5 separate regions of the Mus musculus genome follow, and all the other regions are linked to region 1. The links are chromatin contacts, called in public Hi-C and promoter capture Hi-C maps. All regions are on one chromosome and are shown on one strand. Each heading gives the region's core, a stretch centred on a gene start, on an enhancer-like site or on the middle of the called end of the contact. The rest is flanking DNA. Distances are from core to core; before and after follow the strand shown.

What was found. Promoter capture Hi-C pulls out the DNA fragments that hold promoters and counts their contacts. Hi-C and Micro-C count contacts between places; a contact is called where the count stands out from the background.
Region 2: a contact with region 1 is called in a Hi-C map of B cells, with 6 read pairs. The contact joins the promoter of Atp7b here to the promoter of Tti2 in region 1. A contact is called at or near these places in 1 of 39 promoter capture datasets (pre-B cells), 3 of 484 Hi-C or Micro-C datasets (B cells, CD8 T cells and the G1E-ER4 cell line) and 1 of 9 other capture datasets (liver).
Region 3: a Hi-C map of B cells shows a contact between it and region 1, with 5 read pairs. The contact joins the promoter of Ckap2 here to the promoter of Tti2 in region 1. A contact is called at or near these places in 1 of 39 promoter capture datasets (cranial neural crest) and 1 of 484 Hi-C or Micro-C datasets (B cells).
Region 4: a promoter capture Hi-C map of pre-B cells shows a contact between it and region 1. The contact joins the promoter of Slc20a2 here to the promoter of Tti2 in region 1. A contact is called at or near these places in 1 of 39 promoter capture datasets (pre-B cells) and 1 of 484 Hi-C or Micro-C datasets (B cells).
Region 5: a promoter capture Hi-C map of pre-B cells shows a contact between it and region 1. The contact joins the promoter of Lonrf1 here to the promoter of Tti2 in region 1.

Annotation. Positions count from the first base shown.
Region 1 is chr8:31,148,909-31,151,686 of GRCm38.p6, reverse strand. It overlaps Tti2 (TELO2 interacting protein 2), which reads right to left and starts at 1,371. Exons shown (of 7, transcript NM_144927.3): 1 at 188-1,371. The coding sequence starts at 837. It overlaps Snord13 (small nucleolar RNA, C/D box 13), which reads left to right and starts at 1,729; the gene lies at 1,729-1,826.
Region 2 is chr8:22,058,684-22,061,461 of GRCm38.p6, reverse strand. It overlaps Atp7b (ATPase, Cu++ transporting, beta polypeptide), which reads left to right and starts at 1,388. Exons shown (of 21, transcript NM_007511.2): 1 at 1,388-1,490. The coding sequence starts at 1,407. Alg11 (asparagine-linked glycosylation 11 (alpha-1,2-mannosyltransferase)) reads right to left here and starts at 741. Exons shown (of 4, transcript NM_001243161.1): 1 at 692-741. The coding sequence starts at 735.
Region 3 is chr8:22,184,483-22,187,260 of GRCm38.p6, reverse strand. Ckap2 (cytoskeleton associated protein 2) reads left to right here and starts at 1,442. Exons shown (of 9, transcript NM_001004140.2): 1 at 1,442-1,577. The coding sequence starts at 1,469. Gm29878 (a long non-coding RNA gene) reads right to left here and starts at 1,233. Exons shown (of 2, transcript XR_378798.3): 1 at 1,182-1,233; 2 at 109-176.
Region 4 is chr8:22,475,349-22,478,126 of GRCm38.p6, reverse strand. Slc20a2 (solute carrier family 20, member 2) reads right to left here and starts at 1,427. Exons shown (of 11, transcript NM_011394.3): 1 at 1,202-1,427. Smim19 (small integral membrane protein 19) reads left to right here and starts at 1,248. Exons shown (of 4, transcript NM_001146117.1): 1 at 1,248-1,621.
Region 5 is chr8:36,247,968-36,250,745 of GRCm38.p6, reverse strand. Lonrf1 (LON peptidase N-terminal domain and ring finger 1) reads left to right here and starts at 1,387. Exons shown (of 12, transcript NM_001081150.2): 1 at 1,387-2,179. The coding sequence starts at 1,492. It overlaps Gm35712 (a long non-coding RNA gene), which reads right to left. Exons shown (of 4, transcript XR_870368.3): 1 at 2,687-2,778.

The DNA.
Region 1 (2,778 bases), core at 122-2,621:
GAATTTCCAGTTTTCCAAGGCAGTCATTTGGTGGAGAAAATGGAATTTGATGACTTCAGTTCTAATCTTGAATTTGCTGCTATATGATTTCCTCGTCTCTAGTAAGCCACAACCGTTCCGGTCCTTAAGAAATCTATTATCTCAGCACCCCTATCTGTCTGATAATAGTGAAAAGAGCATTACTCACTTATTCAAATGGGGCTTAAGAAGCCCCAAGACCACAGCAAATCTCCCTCGATCGTCTTCATTTTCTCCGCATAGGAATCCTGCCACAGAACTGCACTCAGTAACTCTAAGCAATAAAGACAGCACCTCACCAGCAACATGCTGAGATGCTGGACTGGTCCATGGCTGCTTCAATCTGTGAGTGATGGCAAAAATATACACGGGTCCTGACATGTGACGGAGGCCTGTCTTCCACGCAGGGCAGTCGGGAGAACTCTTGGCAGCTTCAACCTTCCCCAACAGCTTTAGAAACAGTGAGCCAACTTCAGTCGCCTTCTCGGGCACTTCGGGATGCTCTTCGACCCCATCTGCCTTCTCCTCGGGTGCTGCGAACTTCTCCAGGGCTCTCACCACCTGCCCCAGGATCTCGGGCATCCCCCGGAGGGATCCCCCACTCCCACTCCCCTCAAAGAATCTGTCACCTTCGGCGGCTTCTATTAAAGCGCCGAGGTCTTTAAGAGCCGCATTTCTTGCGCCGCCCTGTCCTGATGACTTTGGGCGGCTGAGACGGTTCAGAATCTTGGAGAAGGCTGGTTCGAGGGCCGGGGGAGAGCCCTCTGCAGGCAGGGAGCAGCCGACCCCCGACTTCTCTTCGGCACTGTCCAGCTTCATTCCTAGTCGCACCGGAGGGGCTGGGCTCGCCCCCCCCGCCCCCCCCGGGGGGGGACAGAGACCAAATGGGGATGGTGTCTGGAGTCTCGGAGGGAAGGTCGTCCGGGGCTCGGTGTCCCCCAACGAACAGAACTAAAACCAGGCACAGCTAAAAGGCGAGATGTCTCACTGTCTTGACGCAAGGATCGAGTGTCAATCCACCCAGTAAAGTGGCTGTAAGAAGAGAGCCTCAAGCCGGGCAGTGGTGGCGCACGCTTCAGGAGGCAGAGGCAGGCAGATTTCTGAGTTCGAGGCCAGCCTGGTCTACAGAGTGAGTTCCAGGACAGCCAGGGATACACAGAGAAACCCTGTCTCGAAAAAAAAATAGGAGAGCCTCAAGCTCCTAACACGTAGCGAAATTTGTCTTTCCGAAAACTCAAAAAAGAAAAAAAAAACAGTTAATTTTAAAGACAAACTACTGAACCGTGACACCAAAAAGGCTCCCGAAACCAAGCGCTCTTCCAGTACGGTAGCTGTATTCCGCAACTTCCGGCCCTGGAGAGCATTGTAGCCGTAAAGCAAAACTAACTTCCGCCAGCGGAGCCGCAACGCTTCTTTTTACGACTCGCGACCAGAAAGCAACAAACAGTCCGTCAGAGAAGGAAGGGGTAAAAGGTGGAGCATGAAGGATATATTTGCATAACTAAGCGTTCGCTCATTAAGTTTGTTCCTGATTTCATCTGCTAGGCTAGAAACAAGAGAATTCTCGCAAAATCCTAGTAACAGTTTGAAATTGTACTAGATTTTGTGTGCAAAAGCTAAATAGAGCGGCAGCATATTAGTCACCCTCTTTGAAAAACTGGTGAGACTTACTCGATACTTCGCAAGCTAACAGTAAGGCCGATCCTTTCTGGTTCATAAAGCGTGATGATTGGGTGTTCACGCCATTGCGTGACATGTGCCGCCCATAAACCTTGTTACGACGTGGGCACATTACCCGTCTGACATGAACTTAGGAGGATCCTCCACTTCTGGTTCTTGTGTAGATTAGAGTTATGCCCTGTTTTTTACTTCTTGGTTCAGTCAGGTAGGATTACTGGTTAGGTAGTGGAAAGTGTCCAGGGTACCTGGGACTAATACATTATTACTAAAGTACATTCCATTCCTAAGAGAAACTGAAAGTGACAGAGTTATGCTTCTTACAAGTCGCTCTGGTACAATTCACTTCTTTCTAAGAAAAATTGTTTTATTAAGTTATTACTCTGATGTGTATAAATGCTTTGTTCACATGCGTATATGTGTACCTGGTGCCCCCCCTGGTCCCCGCGGAAGCCAGAAAACAGTGTCCAGTTCTCTGAACTTGAATTTCTGGAGTTTGTTAGCCATGGCATGTTCTTAACTGAACCATCTTTCCACTCCAAGACATGCTCTTCTTAGTGTTACACTATTTGCCACTACACTACCAGTGATGCCTGTGTGGCTTTTTTTCCCCCCTTCACTTCTCTGTGTGACCTCTTGCAAACGGCAATAGCTCAGATCTCTATGTCTTAATTTCTGTATTGGGGAAACAAATGTAGATAATTACTGGTCCCCATCTCTTAGGACTGTTGGGACAATTTTTAATGTACATAAATGCCGGGAACAATATCTGATCAGCATAAAGTTCATAGAGGTGTTAGTTCCCATTGTTATGCAACAGCACCAACATTAATTTACATTTCTTCTTTCCAAGAAAATCTGGTGATTAGAATTCTAACTCGGAACCTCTTTCTTCTGGCTTTTCCCACTCTGACCAATTGGTGGCACTCTGATCAATCACTGCTAACCACTTCCAAGAGAAACCTTCCCTTAACAAAAGCAGCTTGAGGCCAGTCAATAAGAGGTTATTGTGTCTGTACTGTGTGGGACGTTTCTTTTCTGTAGCATGTGCCCTTTGTGTCCAGTGGATCCAGACGCCTTTCA
Region 2 (2,778 bases), core at 139-2,638, 9.1 Mb after region 1:
GAAGAAAGGTAACTGTAATCCAAAGCTTTGAATTACTTATCAATGACCATTATAATGCAGAAAGTCACTCATGACAATGTACACTGTACAGAGCTGGCAGCATTCCATTTATCGGGAAAAGGCCAAGAATGTGCTAGAACAAACTAGCCTATTCATATTTTTAGCAATCACTACAGACCTTGAAGCAGACAGCTCAGAAAGGAAGATGTAATACAAACTCTGGCAAGAATGCATGTATCCACTGCTCTTCAGAACGCTATTTCGCTAGCTATAAATGTTCAACCTGAACAAAAACACATATGAACTTAGGTAGGCTTTCATAGGGCAGAAACAACTTTTGAAATATGGAACTATTACAATAGTAGTGACCACCGGGTGGTTAACATTCCTGTTTATTTCTACCAACTTTATGTAATTCTTACATAAGAAACGATATGTATCTCAAAGGCAAAACCAATATATTTACAACTTTAAACATCAACCAGGAAAGAAGAAATCAACAGATGGTCAAGTAGCAGAGAGTCAACCAACTGGTTTACGAAGCAGCAGGTAGCCAGTTAAGGAAAACAGCTGATCGGCATGCGAAACAACCGAGGTAAACCGAGGCACGAAGAAAGCGCTTCTACAGACTTTATCTGGACTGCCTCCAAACCCTCCACGCCCTCGTGAGCTCAGGCCACCAGATCCTCACCGCAGCACGGCGTACACGCACCAGCTCCCAGTGTCCGCCGCCATCTTATCCCACCCTCCCCTCTCACAGCCCGGAAGCGCTTGCCTGTTCTTCTATCCTATTGGCTCCTGAGGAAGCGTGTGCCGTTAGCCACGCCCCCCGCTTACACGCCTTCCTGCAGGTTGCCTAATAGCCGCTTCCCACAGGCGGGGCGCACACGGGCCCATCCCACTTGGGCCACGCCGCTGCGGTGGCGGTGGTGGGGCGTGGCTTGTGATGGACAGCCGGCTCTCTCGCCCCTCCCACCCCACTCGCCCCGCCCACTTCGCTCCCCCCCCTCCCGTCTGGAAGCCCCCTTGAGGGCGCCCAGCCCTGCCCCCACCGCGGCGCTGCCAGCCGGTTGGGACCCAATGGGAGGTCCGGGCGGGCGACGAGCTAATCTTCCAGTACAGAGTCCGCTCTTTCAGAGGTGTCGGCGAGTCCCCAGCGGCCGCAGTAGCGGGGCGCGGGGTGGAGAGGGGGCTGCGCTGGAGCGGGCGTCCTGAGACTGTGGTCCTCGCTGCACCCTATCTGCAGCGCACCGCGGACCTCGCTGTCCGTAGTCCGCAGCGCCGGGGCTGGGAGATCTGAGCCCTGTGTTCCCCAGGAACCACGGATGCGCTTCTTCGCGCCTCCTCTCCCTGGCTTGTAAAGTCGCCCTTCCCTCCCCCCAACCAGGTGACCTTTGGGCTCGGGGATGGATCCCAGGAAGAACTTGGCGTCTGTGGGGACGATGCCTGAACAGGAGAGACAGGTCACAGCCAAAGAGGCCAGTCGGAAAGTAAGTTTCCTTTGCCTGACCGCAGCGTGTACGCACCTGCTCAAAGCGCTTTTCTCCTCGGTTCCTCCAGGGCTCGTGACTGTGGACACGTACCCCTGAGAACCCGGGAGGAAAACCCTCTAGATCAAGGGTGCCACTAGCCCTCTGGTGTACAACGATTTCGAGCCCAGAACTTTCCCCGGTCCTTATTAAAGAGCTCTTGAGCGTGGGCTTGCTGTATAAAAACTCTAGTTGCTCCTGGGAGTGCTAATACCTCGCTAATGCCTGGCTAATGCTCCTCAAAAGGTCTACATCCAAGTCCTGTACCTTGAAGGCATTCATTTAATAATACAGGGGGTTAATTAATGCAGCCTCTTAGAGATGCAAACAGCGTAGAATATTTAACATGAAAAGCAGGTCTGTTTTTCTTTTCTTCATGTGCGTTTTCAATCAACAAATACTTACTGAAACTTGTATAGGTCGCAGGCATATGATGAATTCTTGAAGATTTGTGCATTGTTTTAAAATATTTTGTCTAGCTTAATTGAAATCACGTTTTATGTTCTCGGAACTTTTTTTTTCCAATTAGTTATACTTTGTAGATTGTTTCCCAGAGTGTCATAGGTGTTCCCCATAGTCTGTTGGTGGTTCCCTCTTGGGTGGTCATGGCGATTGCTTCCTTTCTTTCCCAGTTGACGTGATCTTTGCACTTGAATTGTTGTGTGTGTGTGTGTGTGTGTGTGTGTGTGTGATGGAGGTTAGGGGCATCTTGCTGGACTTAGTGCTGCTTTTCCCACCATGTGTGTCAGTGTGTCGGGTCGTCGGGTTTAAAAGCTAGTGCCTTTACCCACTGAGCCATCTTGCCCTACTTGTACTTGAGTCTTTTTTTTTTTTAAAGCATTTATTTATTTGTTTTATGTGTATATGGGGAAGAATGGAGGGGGAGAGAATCTAGGCGTGAGAGGTCAGCAGAAGACGTCCAGGAGTTGGTTTTCCCTCCTTTCAGCAAACAGGTCCTAGGGCTTCAAGATTGTGTGCATCCACTCATCGAGCCATTCAACTGGCCTTACACTTGGTTATTGACATCGAATTTAATACTGGGCGTATTTCTTTAGGTCTGGATTGCTGGATTGGAGCTTGCTCCTTTTGTTCAGGTCTCTGAAACTAATTAATCCAGCAGTTTTATCCAGCGTCCCTTGTTAGTGAAATTCATGTAGACTCTGGTGTGTAGGAATGAGAGGGGTGTAGGTTAATGGACAGGCAGGGAGAGAGGTGGCTGAGTAGGTGTGAAGACAGCCCACACCGGGTA
Region 3 (2,778 bases), core at 193-2,692, 9.0 Mb after region 1:
CCTTTGAGGTTCCAATCAGTTAATCAGTTTGAAGATGTAGCTTTTTTCCTAGAAATATGTTTCACACATGTCATTTTTCTGAGGGAGTACAGCAATGAACCACCACTGTTAGCATGTCTGGGTTTTATGTTGGTGACATGTTTAAATGATGGGCGTCAAAGGTTAAGGCAGCATGCCTAAAAAGACAAACATAGACAAATTGTTCAACAGGAGTTGGTTTTGTTAGCATTCTGTCTAAGCTCCGCCCCACAGTTACCTGGCAATAGCCAGGCTTGCCTGACTCACTATGAGAGGGGCTGCTTGCTACCTCTGCCCTCTTCCCTCCTTTGCTCTCTCTTGTCTTCTTGCTCCTGCTCTGTCCTCTCACCCCTACTCCCCCTTGTCTACATGTGCTCTCAGCCAGCCTCTATTCCTCAACTCTCTCTGCCTTTCTCTGTCTCTAATACCCTTTTAACTCCCTTCCCCATTCCCTGAGTAAACTCTATTCTATACTATACCCATGGGCCTGCGGGGGCACCCCATACCTGACTACACATCCACCAAAACATATTCCTTCTTTCCTTTATCTTTTTATAACACACAATAGGTTTAACTTCACAGAATTATATCCTGCCTTGAAAGAGCAGAGGGTTATATCCTCAGTTTTCTTTTTCTTCTGTCTCCTACACTTGTTTGCATTTCACAAATGCATATATAAATGCACAGAAAGGGCTGGGCATAGAGTTGTAATCTTAGCACTCAGGAGGTCAAGGAAGACTGCAAGTGAGTTCTAGGCCAGCCTGTGCTACGTAGCAAGATTTTCAATAAAATAACAGCACAAAGGTAGATCTCAACTTAAGATTTTGTTTGCAAAGTCGGGCAAGTGGTGGCACACGCCTTTAATCCCAGCATTTGGGAGACAGAGGCAGGTGGATTTCTGAGTTCGAGGCCAGCCTGGTCTACAGAGTGAGTCCCAGGGCAGCCAGTGCTATACAGAGAAACCCTGTCTTGAAAAACCGAAAAAAGAAAAAAAAAAAAAAAGGTTTTGTTTGCAAGCTGTGCAAACACGAGACACCTAACATCTGAGCTCATCATCTCGCTTGCGAGGTATAATCGCAACCTAATTCTGTTAAGCAGCTCCAAAGATCATTCGGGAACTTGTCCTCAGGGAAAGCAATGAGCCTTATCCCTAAGGAGCGCACCAGCATTTGACAGGTGCAGTCACTGCGGTCCTTTGGCTTCCTCTGGGCTGTGTCTGAAGACATGTCCTGACTTGTCAAGCCTGGTCCTGCTATATCCTGAGGATTCAACAAGCCCGCTCCAACGGCGTCATCCATCCAGTTGGGAGAGCTTTGTTCGATTTTGAAATTTCTCGCCGGCTGCCAAGTCTCTGGATTCTGGGACGGCCCCGCCCCTCGCCTGGGCCCCGCCCCTCCGCGCTCATTGGTCCGTTCAATCCACGCCGGCGCCGAGGCGCGCTCATTAAGCGATGGCAGAGTCCAGGAAACGCTTCCTTGGCAGGGCTGCGAGGAATCCCTTGCCGGTGACCCGGGACCTGCAGCTGCCCCCGACCAGGCGAGACCAGCCGGCCTTCCGAGGTGAGCGATGGCACGGGGCCTCGGCCGCTAACTCTCTCTGAGAGCCCAGGCCGCTGCCGAGGGTAGCGCGTGGCTCGGCTCCTGCCGGGGCCAGCGGTTTATCTTCGGGGTCTGAGGGCGGGGGCGGGGCTGCCCGGACCCCCGACTGCGCCTGCGCGCGCGCTCGCTAGCTCCCGGGTTCTCCTATCTCTGTGCTTGGAACGTGGAGGTGAGGCTGGGACTGTTTGCATGATGTCCTGGACGTTTTGGAAAAATGGAGTTGAATGGTCTGCAGCAAGAATGTGGAAAACTTATGTAAGTTGGTCAGAATTTGGCGACTGGTATCAGATCTCTCTACACAGTTGTTTCTGGAACCCTATATTGAAATGTGTTCCCTGCAATTTTCACTCGATTAGGACATTTGATGCTATTTATTTATTTATTTATTTATTTGGGAGGATGAACCTCAGAGCTTTGTATACGCTAGGCAAGTATTCTATCATTGAGCACAAGCTAGAGTCCTGAGAGGAGGGAACCTAAACTGAGAAGATGTTTCCACAAGATCAGGCAGGCTGTAGGCCAGCCTGTAGGGCATCTTCTTAATTAGAGATTGATGGGAGAGGGAGGGCCCCGCCCATTGTGGGCGGTGCCACCCCTGGGCTAGTGGTCTTGAGTGCTATTTAAAAACAAAAACAAACAAACCAGGCAGAGCAAGCCTTGTAGCTACACTTCTTCATGGCACCAAGTTCCTGCCCTAACTGCTTTTGATGATGAGCTAACTGTACTATGGAGATATTAGTAAATGAACCCATTCTTCCCCAAGTTGCCTTTGGTGAGAGTGTTTTCATCACAGTAATAGTAAGCCTAAAACAGCACCTTGCATGTAATTTCTGATTCATGGGATCATTTGTCTAAATTGAGAAATCTCCTATTGTGTTGTTATAGGAATAATCTCTTTTCCCAGGGAGGAGACACTCCACACCCTTAGTGGTTACTCTTTAAAGCTCTTTAGTAGAAGTTGTTCGCTCTGGCTAGCACCCAAGGAAGAGCCAGCCCTGAATACGAGACTTCATTGGCTTTTTAAACACTTTAGACTGGTGCTTTCTTGTCGCTTTGGTTTTTGTTGTTGTTTTGAGACAGGGTTTCTCTGTAGCTCTAGCTGCCTGGAACTTGATCTGTAGACCAGGCTGGCCTTGAACTCAAGAATGTCTGCCTCTGCTTC
Region 4 (2,778 bases), core at 178-2,677, 8.7 Mb after region 1:
ACGGCTCTGTACCTTTGCCTGGTGCCCACCCTATCTAGATCAACTTCTGACCATGTTATATAATGGGCACTTAGGAGTAAGAAAAGAGCCACAAGGCTTTTAAAACTCTTATACACCCAAATGGACTAAACACACTTCTATGAACTTCTTTCTAAAGCCACACTAATTTGCTAAGTTATTCTGTGATCAGCACCCTTATTTTCAGAAGAGAAACAACTATTTAAAGCCAACGTTCTACATAGTGGTGCGAGCTAATCAAACTTAAGTATTGAGAAACTGAACAATCTACGCCTATGTAAGAAGTTCCCCTTGAGAATGAACTGATATAAAACATCTATGAACATCTGGCACTGTCCCGGCAAACAGGCAGCAAACACCACGTGTACTACTCTTTCTAATTCTCTAACTTTAAACTCAAACTAAATGGTTTAAAAATTATATAAATGATTGTGTGTATAATATACGTAAACGCACATACACTGATACTACAAAAACATGTTACTGATCCTAAGGGAAGGTGAGTTTGTAATAGGCAAGACAACTTGTGAAAAGTTACAGTCTAATTATTTGCTCTTATCTCTGCACGCCAACTCAAGAGAACCGCTACACTGCGAGCAAGAATGGTAACAAGAAGTCAGATGATCCCGGAGAACTTGCCCTGCTGGAATTGCTAAGCCCTTAAGCACGTGGACAATGGGCCGCTTTATTTGCATGGCCGCACTAACCTGGGGGGACCGACTGATCGGTTTAATGGCGAAACTGCACTCACTCATTAACGATCACCACCTGCCTCACCCTGGAAAACGTAACCTTATTCAAGTCCCCCCACGCAAATGGTGTTTTTCTTTTTTGTTCTTTTTCTTTTAAAAACACCCTAGCCATTCAAGCAAAGATGCGAGAGAGCAGTCGCCTCGGCCTCACAGCCGGGAAGATGAGGAGACCGAGAACCCAGCCAGCCAGCTTCGTCCCGGGAGCACGCGCAGACACCCCGAGACCGCCCCACCGCGGAGGAGCCTCGGCGCCCTCCGGCCTGAGCCCGCCGCTTCCCGCCCGCGCCGACCCGGGCCGCGGCGCGCGGAGAGACGCACCGCCGCGCTGCACCGCGCTGCGCTCGGCTCCCGCCACACGCGGCACGCGGTGCCGCCGCGGCGTCGGGCTCCGATCCCGCACAGAGGGAAGGAAGAAAAACCAATAACAAAACCTGGCTTCTCGTTCCCTCCGGAAACCGCGGGCCGGCAGGAAGTGACGAAGGCGAGGTCGTCCGGTCCGCTGGGTCTCGGCCCGCGCTCCCCGCCCGACTCCCGGAACAGCCCGAGCGGAGCGGAGCGGCTCGGCGCGGCGGCCTCCGCACCTCAGCAGCCGCCGAGCGCCCGCCCGCCCGCTCTCCCGCTCGCTCGCCCGCCCGCGCGCGGCTGCGTCACCGCCCCGCCCCCGTCCCGGCCCCGCCCCGTCCCGTCCAGTCCGGGCCCAGCCGCGGGCTGCGAGCTGCTGCGGGTCAGATCCCGACCTGGGTGTCTCTGCGGGCGGAGTGAGCGGGGCGGCTGCAGCGTGCCTAGGGTCCCCGGAGCCCGCAGAGACGCCGGCGGGAGCGTGCGGCGTCCCGTCGCGGGAGGACTGTCCTGTATGTCACCTGGAACAGATTGCACAGGCTCGGGGGAGGGGGGCGGCGGCTGGAGGAGGCCAGGTTTGGGCGTCAGATCTGTGTGCCACCTCTGCGCCTCCCGTTCCCCGGGTCCCTGTGGCCTTGGGATCTCAGAGCCACCACTGTCACCTGTTATTGAGTTGCAGTGCGTCAAAGCAGGATGGGTGCAAAAAGAAAAAAAAAATTACTCGAACGTGTACTGCGCAGTCCACAGGCCTCAGCTATGCTCCGTCCTCTAGGATGGGGTGAAAGCCTGTGACCTTGTTCCCGTCTGTTTTAGGACCTCAAACGTCGCAGTGCTTCAGAGAGTCAGGAGAATGAATCTTCCCCTCATGGTGTTTGGGTTCCGTTGTTAGAAATTATGTGTAGTCTGAATTTCCGTGAGAGAGTAACAAAAGTCCCACGTGAGAGGCAGAAAATAGCATTCCAAGCGAGGTGGCAGGTTCTAGAACGGAGTGGACAAACTTTAAAACTTAGGATAATGTCTCATGATTACCTGAAAAGGATTTTGTCACCCAAAAGGAGGTCAGCCTTAAACTAAATCCCGATGGATGCGTTTTTTGATGTCATGATCTCTTAATATGCGTGTTTAACCTGCAGCTTAAATCAGCTCCATCTAGCTAGCATCTTTCTAATGCAATAATAGTTTAAACATTACATCACCGGACAGCTGAGGGAAGATGTCAGTTTTCCCATAAGAGCCCAGAATGTCACTCTCAGCATCAATCTACTAGAGCATTAACTTGCCTGAAATGAACCAACCCCTGGACATTTTACTTTAGACTGAAGGGGAAAGGCGCATATCCTCACACTTGGTTAGGTTACACAAAGTGCGTGGGAGGCGTGGTTAAAGTACCTCCATGTCTGCACTGTGGACTCTGAACTCTCCATTCCTGACTCTTCCAAAGCGTGGCCTTGATGGTGTCAGGACTAGCAGGAGAGGCCTAGCTTCAGTGCAGACCCTTTAAACTGTGGGTCTAAGGAAACTCATCCACCCAGGACCTGTGGAGCAGCGGTGTTATTGCATACTATGGATGGTTTTATAGAATCTGTTTTGCCATCCTGGGTCAGCAATGGTTAGAAAAGCTTTTTCTAAGTATGATTAAAGTGTAATATAGTAGGAAGCCATCAATCTC
Region 5 (2,778 bases), core at 138-2,637, 5.1 Mb before region 1:
CCGGACTGTCTGGAACAGGAGCCCGGGATTTTGCTTTTGTTTTTAAGTCAACTCTTCTTTCTCTAGCCCTTTGTTCCTGTGCCCTCTTTCTTTTCTGAGGTTTGCTTATTGTGTAGCAGAAAGACGCTTTCAAACCTTTGTCACCTGTTCTGTGTAAGCAGGATCTCGTGTGTTTGCAGACCTCGTGTAAAAAAAATTGAAGAAAGATAACTGTTGATTAAACATTATATACGATATTATCACCGTGAGAAGATCTTAAAATCTCTTTGTAATACTGACTGTATGATTTCAGACAAATATATTTCCTTTCCTGTTACCAAGTATTTGAAAAAGAACCAAAAGCCTTAAATCTCTTCCTACATTTTCCACCCAGTACTCTGTAATCAAACCTATAAATATTTCCATTGAGAATATTAAACTGGATGCTGTCACATTTAAAGGAACTAGAATCCATTACATACGAGCCAAACTGTCTTCAGTCGACAAAGCTGCGGAATGCTTGCATTGTAGTGATCTGGTTTCTGCCACAGGGAAAATGTTTTTCTTCTATATTCTCATTTAAAAACCTTTAAGCAACTGTGGGTTCGTGTGTATGAAGGTTGTGGAGCCCATCTGAGGAACCTGGAGACTTTCACTCTCTAAGGTGTGCTTTGTTTATTTAATAGTTTAATGGGGGGGGTTGGTGTATTGCACTTTTTAAATTAAAATTTAAAGGTCACTCACAAAGTATCGGGCTTCTTTTGGACAGTTCATTTCTTCGTTTGAACTCTTAATAAACTTTATCACAAGTCAGCACTAACCAAAGGAAGTGGTCTCTGGACGTGGAATGTGTGTGTGTATAAAGTTGGCAGATTTCAGTTTTAAGTCTCAAAGTAATCACACCGTGCATTCACAATCCCTTTGCCTGTTCTGGCCGGCCGTAACCCAGGGCATCTAGACCCACCCAAAGTTTCCTTTCTATGGCCAGGAGGAGTCGGAGTACCTACTCAGGTGCTGCAGGTTTGGGGTCACAGCACTGCTGGTGCACATACGAACTGCACAGCGCCCAAGTTATAGGCCTGGGGATGGACCTCGGTTACAAGAGGTGTCAGCTCGAAGGCCGCCCAGGAGACTTCGGGCTTTGTTCAGTCACGAGCCAAGCCCTCCTCGTCAGAGAAGCCAATTAGATCCCCGCTGGGGATCATCTGATCTCACGTCCCTCTCCAGGAGGGGCTCAGAAAGGGCGGGACCAGCCGGCCAGCTCTGGTGAACTAGGAGGCCGGCCGCATGTCGGGAGGCCGGGCGCAGAAGCCAAGGCCCGCCCCGCTCCGCCTCGCTAAGCCTCGCCCCTCCTCTGTAGGCCCCGCCCCCAGGGGCTCCCCGGGCGCGCGCCGCCCCGCCATGTCCGCGCGCCACGCCCCCCTGCTCGCCGGCCGCGTGCGGAGCCGCGCGCCCCGGAGGTTCCCGGACCGTGGCGGCGGGCGGCGGCGGCAGAGCAGCCCTGTGCGGGCCATGTCTTCTCCGGCCGTGGCGAGGGCGTCCCCGGGCGGGAATCGGGAGGCGTCCGGCGGACCGCGGAGCCGGAACGGGCCGTGGGAAGTGGGCGGCGGCGGCGAGCGGTTGGAGCGCGCGGGCGCGGAGTCGGGGCGCTGGGAGCTTCTGCTCCGCCGCGGAGAGCTGCTGGCGCTGGGCGGCCACCTGAAGGGAGCGCTGGAGGCGTTCGCGGCTGCGCTGCGCCGCGGGGCCCCGGCCAGGCCCGAGCGCCTCGGGTCGCTAGTGGACTGCCTGGTGTTCAGCTACCGGCTCCGCCACGGGCTGCGCTGGAGCGCGGCACCCGCGGCGGGCGCGGCCGGGCTGCTCAGCTGCCTGAGCTGCCGGGGCTTCCTAAGCGAGCCGGTGACCGTGCCGTGCGGCCACAGCTACTGCCGCCGTTGCCTACGGAGGGAGCTGCGCGCCCGCTGCCGCCTGTGCCGGGACCGCCTGCCACCCGCCGCCGCCGCCTCGGAGGGGACCCCGCGGCCGCCGCCCCTGGCCGCCGCCATCGCCGACTTCCGAACCAGCGTCGTGCTCAACCACCTGGCGGAGAAGTGGTTCCCGGGCCAGCGCGAGCGCGCGCGGGCGGCCGGCCGCCTCGGGGAACTGCTGCACGAAGGGCGCTACCGGGAGGCCCTGGCCGCCGCCTGCGACGCCCTGCGAGCAGGTGATGCGGGGCTGCGGTGTGGGGCCGGGCGAGCGGGGATCACGAGTGTGGGAGGGGGCGGCGCCCCGGGGTGCTTCGGTCACGGTGGGGATCGCCTGGGAGCTGCAAGTGACGCGGCGCGGGGAGGGGCGCGGATGCGAGGTTCCCTCGTGCGCGCGCCCAGCGGGGACCTGGGGCCGCGGAGCTTGGGCGCGGGGTGGGTGGGGGCCGCAGGCTTCCCTCAGTACTCTGGCCGGGAGCCCCAGCCGGGGTGGGGGCGAGCATCCCCGGGCTTGGCGGGAGCTCGGGGGATACCGTGTCTACCTTGGTCGTGCACTAAAGTCACCGGGGCAATTAGAAGCCGCGGGAGGGCAGAATTGCATAAGCTGGGTGGGGGGGCGTTGTGTAACGGGTGACGTTCAGTGGGCGTGGCGGGAGCCCGGCGCGGGCACCGGCATCGGGAGGCCCAGCGACGGCCCAACTCCGAGTTGGTGGCCGGCTGCCCCCGAGGTGGTCACCTCTTCTTACCTGCAGGATCTCTTGCTCCTGGAACCTCCTCCACCTGCCTGTCTCATATCCTGCTTCCTCCGCCCTCTGTGCTGCTCCCTTGTACCCCTGGT